Regions from separate parts of the Canis lupus genome. Here region 1 is linked to region 2. Evidence: chromatin contacts called from public Hi-C data. All regions are on one chromosome and are shown on one strand. The core of a region is the stretch at or near the end of the contact, and the rest is flanking DNA. Distances in the headings are between cores, read along the strand shown.

Evidence for each region. Hi-C and Micro-C count contacts between places; a contact is called where the count stands out from the background.
Region 1: a Hi-C map of blood shows a contact between it and region 2, with 5 times the contacts expected there. The contact joins the promoter of CUL5 here to the enhancer-like site in region 2. A contact is called at or near these places in 2 of 9 Hi-C or Micro-C datasets (both in blood).

Annotation. Positions count from the first base shown.
Region 1 is chr5:24,523,381-24,527,149 of UU_Cfam_GSD_1.0, forward strand. It overlaps CUL5 (cullin-5), which reads right to left and starts at 2,112. Exons shown (of 20, transcript XM_038536286.1): 1 at 1,675-2,112; 2 at 1,646-1,672. The coding sequence starts at 1,902.
Region 2 is chr5:24,424,146-24,428,310 of UU_Cfam_GSD_1.0, forward strand. No RefSeq gene overlaps it. Among named protein-coding and RNA genes, the nearest start is that of ACAT1, 9.6 kb to the left of the region's middle. Within about 2 kb of position 1,281, at least 5 of the 20 cell types and tissues checked have an H3K27ac peak or open chromatin away from gene starts, as enhancers often do. A contact at or near this core is called in blood, where this site is marked.

The DNA of each region.
Region 1 (3,769 bases), core at 862-3,361, 100 kb after region 2:
GTATGGAGTACAATACAGTGACTTGCTCCTTCCTGAGACAGAATTTTTGAGGGAAAAAGATCTTGCTTTACATCCAAGTAATCAAGTCAAAGAAAGAAAAAAAAAAAAATCACAACGAATCAGGAACCCAATTACTTTTCAAACGCTTCAATGAATAACATTAGCTACTGCTTATGTAAACATCTGAGAAGCTCCAACAGGAGTCTTTAGAAAGTAAACAAGTTTTCTCTCTGCATCTACTAGAACTTTGCTATCCTGTTCTAAATTCGTTTTCTCAGAGAAGCCACCGCGGTAGTAATCCTGGTTATTTACGGGGACTGTGTACTAACTCAGTGCCAGTCACTGTTTTAAGCATTTTACATACGTTAACATCGACCTTAACAATGCTCGTGAAATAGGTGCTACTGATGGTGCCATTTTACTGCTAAGGAAACCTAGGCACAGAGAAGTTAAGAAACTTGCCCAAAGTCACACAGCTTCTAAGTGGCAGATAGAGTTTCGTGCTAAGCCCCTCCTCCTTTTGAAAGAAGACAGACTGCCTGTTAAATTAGTAAAATTCGGTCTACTTTTCATAGAACAGTCCCATCAGTTAGGCAATTATCGGTAGTGGAAAGGAGTCCTACGTGAGGTTGCAGCCTACTTCTCTGTATTTTCCATTCTGTCTGTTGTCCCTGTGCCCTGCGTTCCTATTCCCCTCCCGGCTTTCTGCCCCTCTGGGCCTCCATCCCCGGGGCCACCCCACTGACACAGACACAAAACTAACTTTAACCCTGGTCTTGATCCGGTGGCGGCGCGGAGCTCTGAAAGGCTGGGAGCGCCTCCCCCGCATCACCGGACGGCGTGCTGCCCTCGGGCTGCGTGCGGGGTAGTTTCCCGAGGAAAAACAGAAGAAATAGGAACTCGGGCTTGGGAGCCACGAGGGAAGCACAGCGAGCACAGCGGGAGGGCGCGAGCGCGGGGGAAGGCACCGCGAGCTGCGCGCCCCGGAGTTGCGTGCGCCGGGACGAGGCCCACAGGCACGGGGAAGGCGGGGGCCAGTCGAGGCCGAGACCCCCTGGGCAGCGCCTCCTCGGGTTTCCGGTTCGCTCGCCTGGGACTCTCGCCGCAAGAAGCAGCGGAGCCCGCGGAGAGCTGCGGCCCAGCGGGTGAGCGCCCAGCATCTACTCGCGTCGGGGCCACGGTGGCTCCCGGGCCTCTGCCCACCCCGCACCGGGGCCACAGCGGCTCCCAGGCCCGGCCCCGGCCCCGTCCCCGTCCCCTGCCCTCCCTGCGCCGGGGCCCCTGCCCTCGGCCGGGCTCCCGTCCTCCCGGCTCCGGGGCCCCTGCCCCTGCCCCTGCCCCTGCCCGCCCCGCCCCTGCCCTCCCCGCGCCGGCCCCCGGCCTCCCCGCCCTCCCCGCCCCTGCTGGGCAGCCCCCGGCCTCCCCGCCCTCCCCGCGCCGGCCGGCGGGACGGACCGTCCGAGCCTCCCGGCCCCAAGGCCACAGACCCGCGTTCCGGCCGCCGGCGGCCACTTCCCCGACCTCCCCCGCGGCGGACAACCCCCGAGCCCTCCCACCCTTGGCCGCCGAACCCGAACCGAGCCTCCGCCGGAGAGCCAGCGCCGGCGGCCGCGGAGTCCGACCCGGGCTGGCCGGAGGGTCTTACCTTTAACAGATTCGACGTCGCCATGTTCCTTCAACTTCGCCTCTCGCGAGACGGCGCGAGATTTCGTGGCGCTCGGGGCCAGGCCCCAGGCGGAGGCCCGGCTGCCCAGCAGAGCCGAGCGGCCCGCGGGCCGGCACGGGGGGTGCACGGGGCGCCGCGGGGGCGTGCCCACAGCGCTGACCTCGTCCCGGGCACTGGAGCGGCCTCGCTCGTCCCCCTACATGGTCACCGGGGCTTGCCCACGCCAAAGAGCTCATGCAAACGCCCGGGGAGTCGGCAGCGGCGAGTGGGGAGGAGGCAGCAGGAGGCGACCTGACTTGCACGAGGAAGCATCGACGCCGCGAGCACCCCCGATCCTTCGGATTAGCCTTTGTGGTTCCACCCGCGGCGGCCACCCGCAACGAATTTAGCTCGGCTTAGGCCCGGCGGCTCGGGTTCCGCGGCAGCGTCACGTGACGCGGAGGGCGGGGGCGCGCTCGGGAGCGAGCCTAGGAGCCGGGCCGCCGCGGCGGGCGGGCGGGCGGGCGGCAGCGCCCCCCCTGCTGGCGGGACCGGAGAGCTTCCCTGCGCCCCGAACCGCTACCCCACCCCGGGCCCGGGCCCCGCGCGTGCAGGGGGCGCCGCCACCCCCACCCGAGGCGTGGACCCTGCGTGTGCAGCGAGCCGGTGTGCAGGGCGCGCCGCCACCCCCACCCGAGGCCCGGACCCCGGGTGTGCAGAGGAGACGCCTGTGACAGCTCGCTCGGCTTGGGTTCGGCAGCTGGGTCCGTAGGAACTGGCACATCGAAGGCGTCCAATAGATGTTTGCTGAATGACTGAATGAGTCACTGCACGCGCAGAAGTGACAACTATTAATATTTCCAACCCAGAGTGCCTGGCGCTGAAAATATCCATGCAAGGTTGTTCAGGCACTGAGTAGTAATGTTGGATTTCCTGAAGGCACATGATCCTAGAAGGTACTCACCATAAAACTCCAAGCTTTGGCCTTTTAGACCAGGAACCACTGGTTCGGGGAAGAGAATATAACTCGCGGTAGAACCTACACACAGTGTCCCTGGTTTTTATATCATACATGTTTACAAACAATATTCCTTCCTACATTCATAATATTTTAGGGGAAAAAGATAATAAGATCTATGGAGCAAAATGCAGCCAGGAAGAGGCATGAAGTTTGCAACGTTGCAGAGAGAGACCCAAGCAGGCCTCCCTGGGAAGATGCCATTTTGAGCAAAAACCTGAAGGAGGTGAGGGGCGAGGCCAGGCCCCGTGTGCAGGAGCATTCCAGACAGGGGATGGTGGGTTGGCAGGTTGCCCAGAGTGTGGCAAGAACAATGAGAAGGTTGGTGTGTGGACCGCAGAGACAGAGGAGAGCAGATCATTCAGGGCTTGGTGGACCCCCCATAAGTAAGCACTGGCTTTGGTTCTGGGTGAGATAGGCTATACTGCAGGCTTCCGAGCAGAGGAATGGCAGGATCAAACTCTCTCTACCCTGTAAATCGTAAACAGAAGCAGAAGGGTCATGTAGGAAGCTTCCCCAGTATCTCCTTACATAACACATGATCGTGCCACCTAGGTGTCCTCACTCTGCAAATGACTTCTTAGAGTGATCTAGGCATGATTCAACCATGACAGGATAATAGAACAAGGACTCAGATCCACTGGGCCTGGGATGTCCTGGCAGAATGATAAGGGAGGGCTTGTAGAGGTGACCTGACTGGTACAGTGATCTGGCCAAGGTCACACAGCTGGGTCAGAGAAAAGGCCTAGTCCACAATAAACTATGTAATCAGTTATCTTTGCCAGGGAAACTGGGTTTTATCTTCAACCCTAAGCCAACTCCACTGCGCAATTTAAGGTGTAAATTGATAACATTATAATCAACCTGATGCATCAGTAAGATGACAGGCTGATAAAGTAATTGCATTAATTAATGGCTGACACTGCCTAAGACTCCAATTAAGTATTTCATACTTGTTGGGCTGCCTGTTAAGTACTAGGCACCAAAATACAGGATTTAAATGAGCAGAGAAGACCCATGCCATCTTGAAGCTTATTGTCTAATAAAGGAGCTGGATGTTAAGTATAGTTACATCAAATATTATTTAATTGGGGGTGTCTAGCTGG
Region 2 (4,165 bases), core at 31-2,530:
CGGGTTGGGCTGCAGGCGGCGCTAAACCACTGCGCCACCGGGGCTGCCCTACCTGAGATGGTTTAAGCACGACATAAAATGTTTTATATTCAGCAAACGCAGTAAAAGTAAGGGTAAACGAAGGTCGATTGTGGATATAAAACAGAAGTAGAATTAATAGTGGGTTGGGGAGGGAAGTGGTAGCAAATTCGATCAAGGTAACTAACTTGGGGGACTGAGTTAGCTCCTAAGTAGAGCAAGTTTGTGACATATGGTAAAATGTTCAAGAACAAGCCAGAAAGACCCGTTGCTCCTGGCAGGGAAAGCCTGGGCTGGACACAGTGTGGAGCACCCACATGCAGACGGTGGTGGAAGCAAGAGGAAGGGAGTGGAAGCTCATGTGGCTCCGCAAGAGGAGGGAATCCGAGGAAAAGTCTGAGGAGGAGCCAGGGAAGGAGAGCAGAGCTCGGAAAGTGTGAGATGAAGCCAGAATGCATCGGACACCAGGGCTTGAAATGAATTCACTAACTGGGAACTGCTGTGTGTGGAGTTTGAGACACAAAACAAATGCATGAAAGGAATAAACAAAGAGACAAACCAAGAAACAGATCCTTAACTACGGAGAACACACTGCTGGGCACCAGAGGAGGAGTGGGGGGCGGGCGGGGGGAACAGGTGCTGGGGATGGAGGAGCGCACCTGTCGCGATGAGCACCGGCTCCCCTGGGGAAGTGCTGAGTCACTACATTGTACACCTGAAACTAATATTACCCTGTATGTTAACTCACTGGAATTTACACTTTTTTTTTTTTTTATGATAGTCACAGAGAGAGAGAGAGAGAGAGAGAGAGAGAGAGAGAGAGAGAGAGGCAGAGACACAGGCAGAGGGAGAAGCAGGCTCCATGCACTGGGAGCCTGATGTGGGATTCGATCCCGGGTCTCCAGGATCGCGCCCTGGGCCAAAGGCAGGCGCCAAACCACTGCGCCACCCAGGGATCCCCTCACTGGAATTTAAATTTAAAAGTTGCAAGTGCTGTAAGGAGATCAAGTAAGAGGAAGATTGAAGAACCTTTGATGAAGCAACAGGGACGATGACGTTGGCACAGAACCAGTGCGGACCTACGGCAAGGAGCACGAAGTGGGAGACTGCGGGCGACACTTCCGAGATGTTTAGAAGAAAACAGAACAAACTGAGGTCACAGCGCCAGCGAGGTAGGGGACGGCGGCCTCGGCGGCCTCTCGAACGTGTCTGTTAGCGGGTCTCAGACCCACTGCGTGTCCGCGGCCCCGAGGCTTGCTGGGCCCTCCCAGCTCCCGCAGATGCGGGGAGCTCGACCTTGTGCTTTCCAAGTTCTCAAGCGGTAACGCTGCTGTCCAAGGACCGAAACTATACTAACCGCGGTTGTAGGCAAAGGAAGAAATAACCAGAGGCTGTTTGGAAGGTATAGCAGATACTTGGATTTGGGGAGCAAAACCCAGGAAGCAGGAGATGGAGTTTCAGTGAGAAAGTGAACGAGTCGTCCCGAGTGAGAAGCGAGGACAGGCAGGCGGGGGAAGATGTGCACCACCAGGCAAGCCTGGATGGGAGGGAAGGCAAGTTGCAGAAGTTCACGCCTGAAGGTCACATTTCCTCTGCTATTTTCTCAAAGCATCTGCTGAGAATGGTGGAGGTAGAGGACACCTGCAGCAGCCACAGGGAGATGGCCGCGTGAAGGTAATCCCAGATTCCACTTTTTTTTTTTTTTTAAGATTTTTTATTTATTTGAGAGAGAGAAAGAGATAGCAAGAGTGGAGGGAGGGGCAAAGGCAGAGAGAGAAGCAGACTCCCCTCGGGGTAAGTAGTCCCAGGACCCCAGGATCATGACCTGAGCCGAAGGCAGACGCTTCACCAACTGAGCCACCCAAATGCCCCATCTGCTCTTCCTCGGAGGCCCCGTACTTGTCTCAACAAGGAGTGATTTCCCAACCTGGCTTAGTGCAAATTCAGCTCTTTCCTCAGACCTCCTTATCCTCTCCATTCCCACTGCTAAGCTTCAAACATCAGCCACTATTGAGGAAACGTCCAAGCACCATCAGTCTGCCTCCGTAACCACAACGTAAGAGGAGAAACGCTGGATTTCTTGAATCAAGGAATGAAAACAGCAAACTCCCTAACATCCAGGGAAGCCACCTGTCATGCTTCAGGCTGGCAGCCAAAGAGGAGAGCAGATCTAAGTTTGGATCAGCACGTGTGACCTTAGATCATGACCAGGTCAGAGAGAAGCTGCTACGTACTCTTTCTACTCACTGTAGGACGTCATGATTTCTGATCATGATTTCTTAAAATTTACACCAAGAATTGCGTATATTTACATGGATGTCTTTTTAAAAAATCAGACATTCATAAAAGTTTATAAGTAAGAATCTAAGACTCCAGACTGTCCATGGGTCAAAACAGAAGTGTAATGGTATAGAAAGTCCATATTTGATTTTACAGCTTAGAATAAACAATTAGAAAATAAAGGCTCCTCATTCGAAGGTTAAAACATTGACCTCTGTTCAATCTACGCTATTCTCAAACACACATGCTCTCATTCACTGACCGCACATTTGAGTGCCTGCCGACAGCCTTCTTTTTGCATTGTTTTAGCAGGACTGGATCCAACTTTTGATATTTTGGGGAGTCTGAGAAAAAAAATTATATAAAATTACAAATTTGCCCTTTTTATTTTTTTTAATTTTTATTTATTTATGAGAGAGAGAGAGAGAGAGAGAGAGAGAGGCAGAGACACAGGCAGAGGGAGAAGCAGGCTCCACGCACCGGGAGCCTGACGTGGGACTCGATCCCCGGTCTCCAGGAACGCACCCTGGGCCAAAGGCAGGCGCCAAACCACTGCGCCACCCAGGGATCCCCAAATTTGCCCTTTTTAATTCGAACTTTTTCATGTTAAGTTGTATGAGTTCTTTATATAGTTTGGTTATTAACTGCATGTTGGATATGTCGTTTATGGGTATGTTCTCCCCATTCAATAGGTTGTCTTTTTGTTTTGTTGATGGAGTCCTTTACTTCATTTTGGTGTAGTCTCCAAGTTTAGTTTCAGGCCTCACATTTAGGTCTTTAATCCACTTAATTTTGTGTATGGTGTAAGAAAGTGGTCCAGTTTGAGGGCACCCGGGTGGCTCTGTCAGTTGGGCGTCCAACTTTTGATTACGGCTCAGGTCATGATCTTGGTCATGGTTGTCAGGCTCTGCATATGGAAGAGTCTGCTTGGGATTCTCTCTCCCCCTCTGCCCCCTCCACCCATCATGCTCTCTCTAATCTTTAAAAAAAAAAAAAAAAAAGTAGCCCATTTAGCCAACATTATTTATTGAAAAGACTGTCCCTTCCCCATTGCATATTCTTGCCTCCCTCGTCATAGATTAATTGGTATTCAAGGCATAGGTTTATTTCTGAGCTCTTCATCCCCATCTGTTGATTTACATGCACATTTCTGTGCCAGTAACACACACTTCTCACATCCAGGCTGTGTTGTTCCATCCATCGGGCACAGACAGAAGAGATTCACCATAATTCCCAAGGGTCCTAGGGTTTTCAGAGTGGTACATGAGCACTGGCTTCAACTTGAAGTCACCAGCTACATCGGCCCCTGACAAGAGTCAGCCTGTCCTTTAGCTTTGAGGTACTGATTCTGCTCTGTAGCTCTGAAAGTCCTGGATGGCACCTTCTTCCAGGAGGCCAGTCCATCCACATGGAAAATCTGTTAAGTGTAGCCACCTTCGGTAATGCTCTTAGCTGGAACGTCTGGAGAACTTACTGCCATACCTTGCACTTTGATGTTATGGACACAGCTTTTCCTTAAACCTCATGAACCAACCTCCGTTTGCTTCAGGTGTTTGCAGCTTCTTCTGTCACAGCCTTCATGGAATCGAAGAGTTGGGGGCTTGCCCTGGGTTAGGCTTTGGCTTAAAGGAGTTATGGCCTCTTTGATCTTCTATCCAGACCACTAGAACGTTCTCTGTATTGACAATAAGGCTGTTTGGCTTTCTTATCATTATTGCATTCACTGGAGTAGCACTTTTAATTTTCTTCAAGAACTTTTTCTTTGCATTCACAACTTGACTGTTTGGCACAAGAGGCCTAGCTCTTGGCCTGTCTCCGTTTTCGACACGCCCTCCTCACTGAGCTTAATCAATTCTAGCTTCTGGTT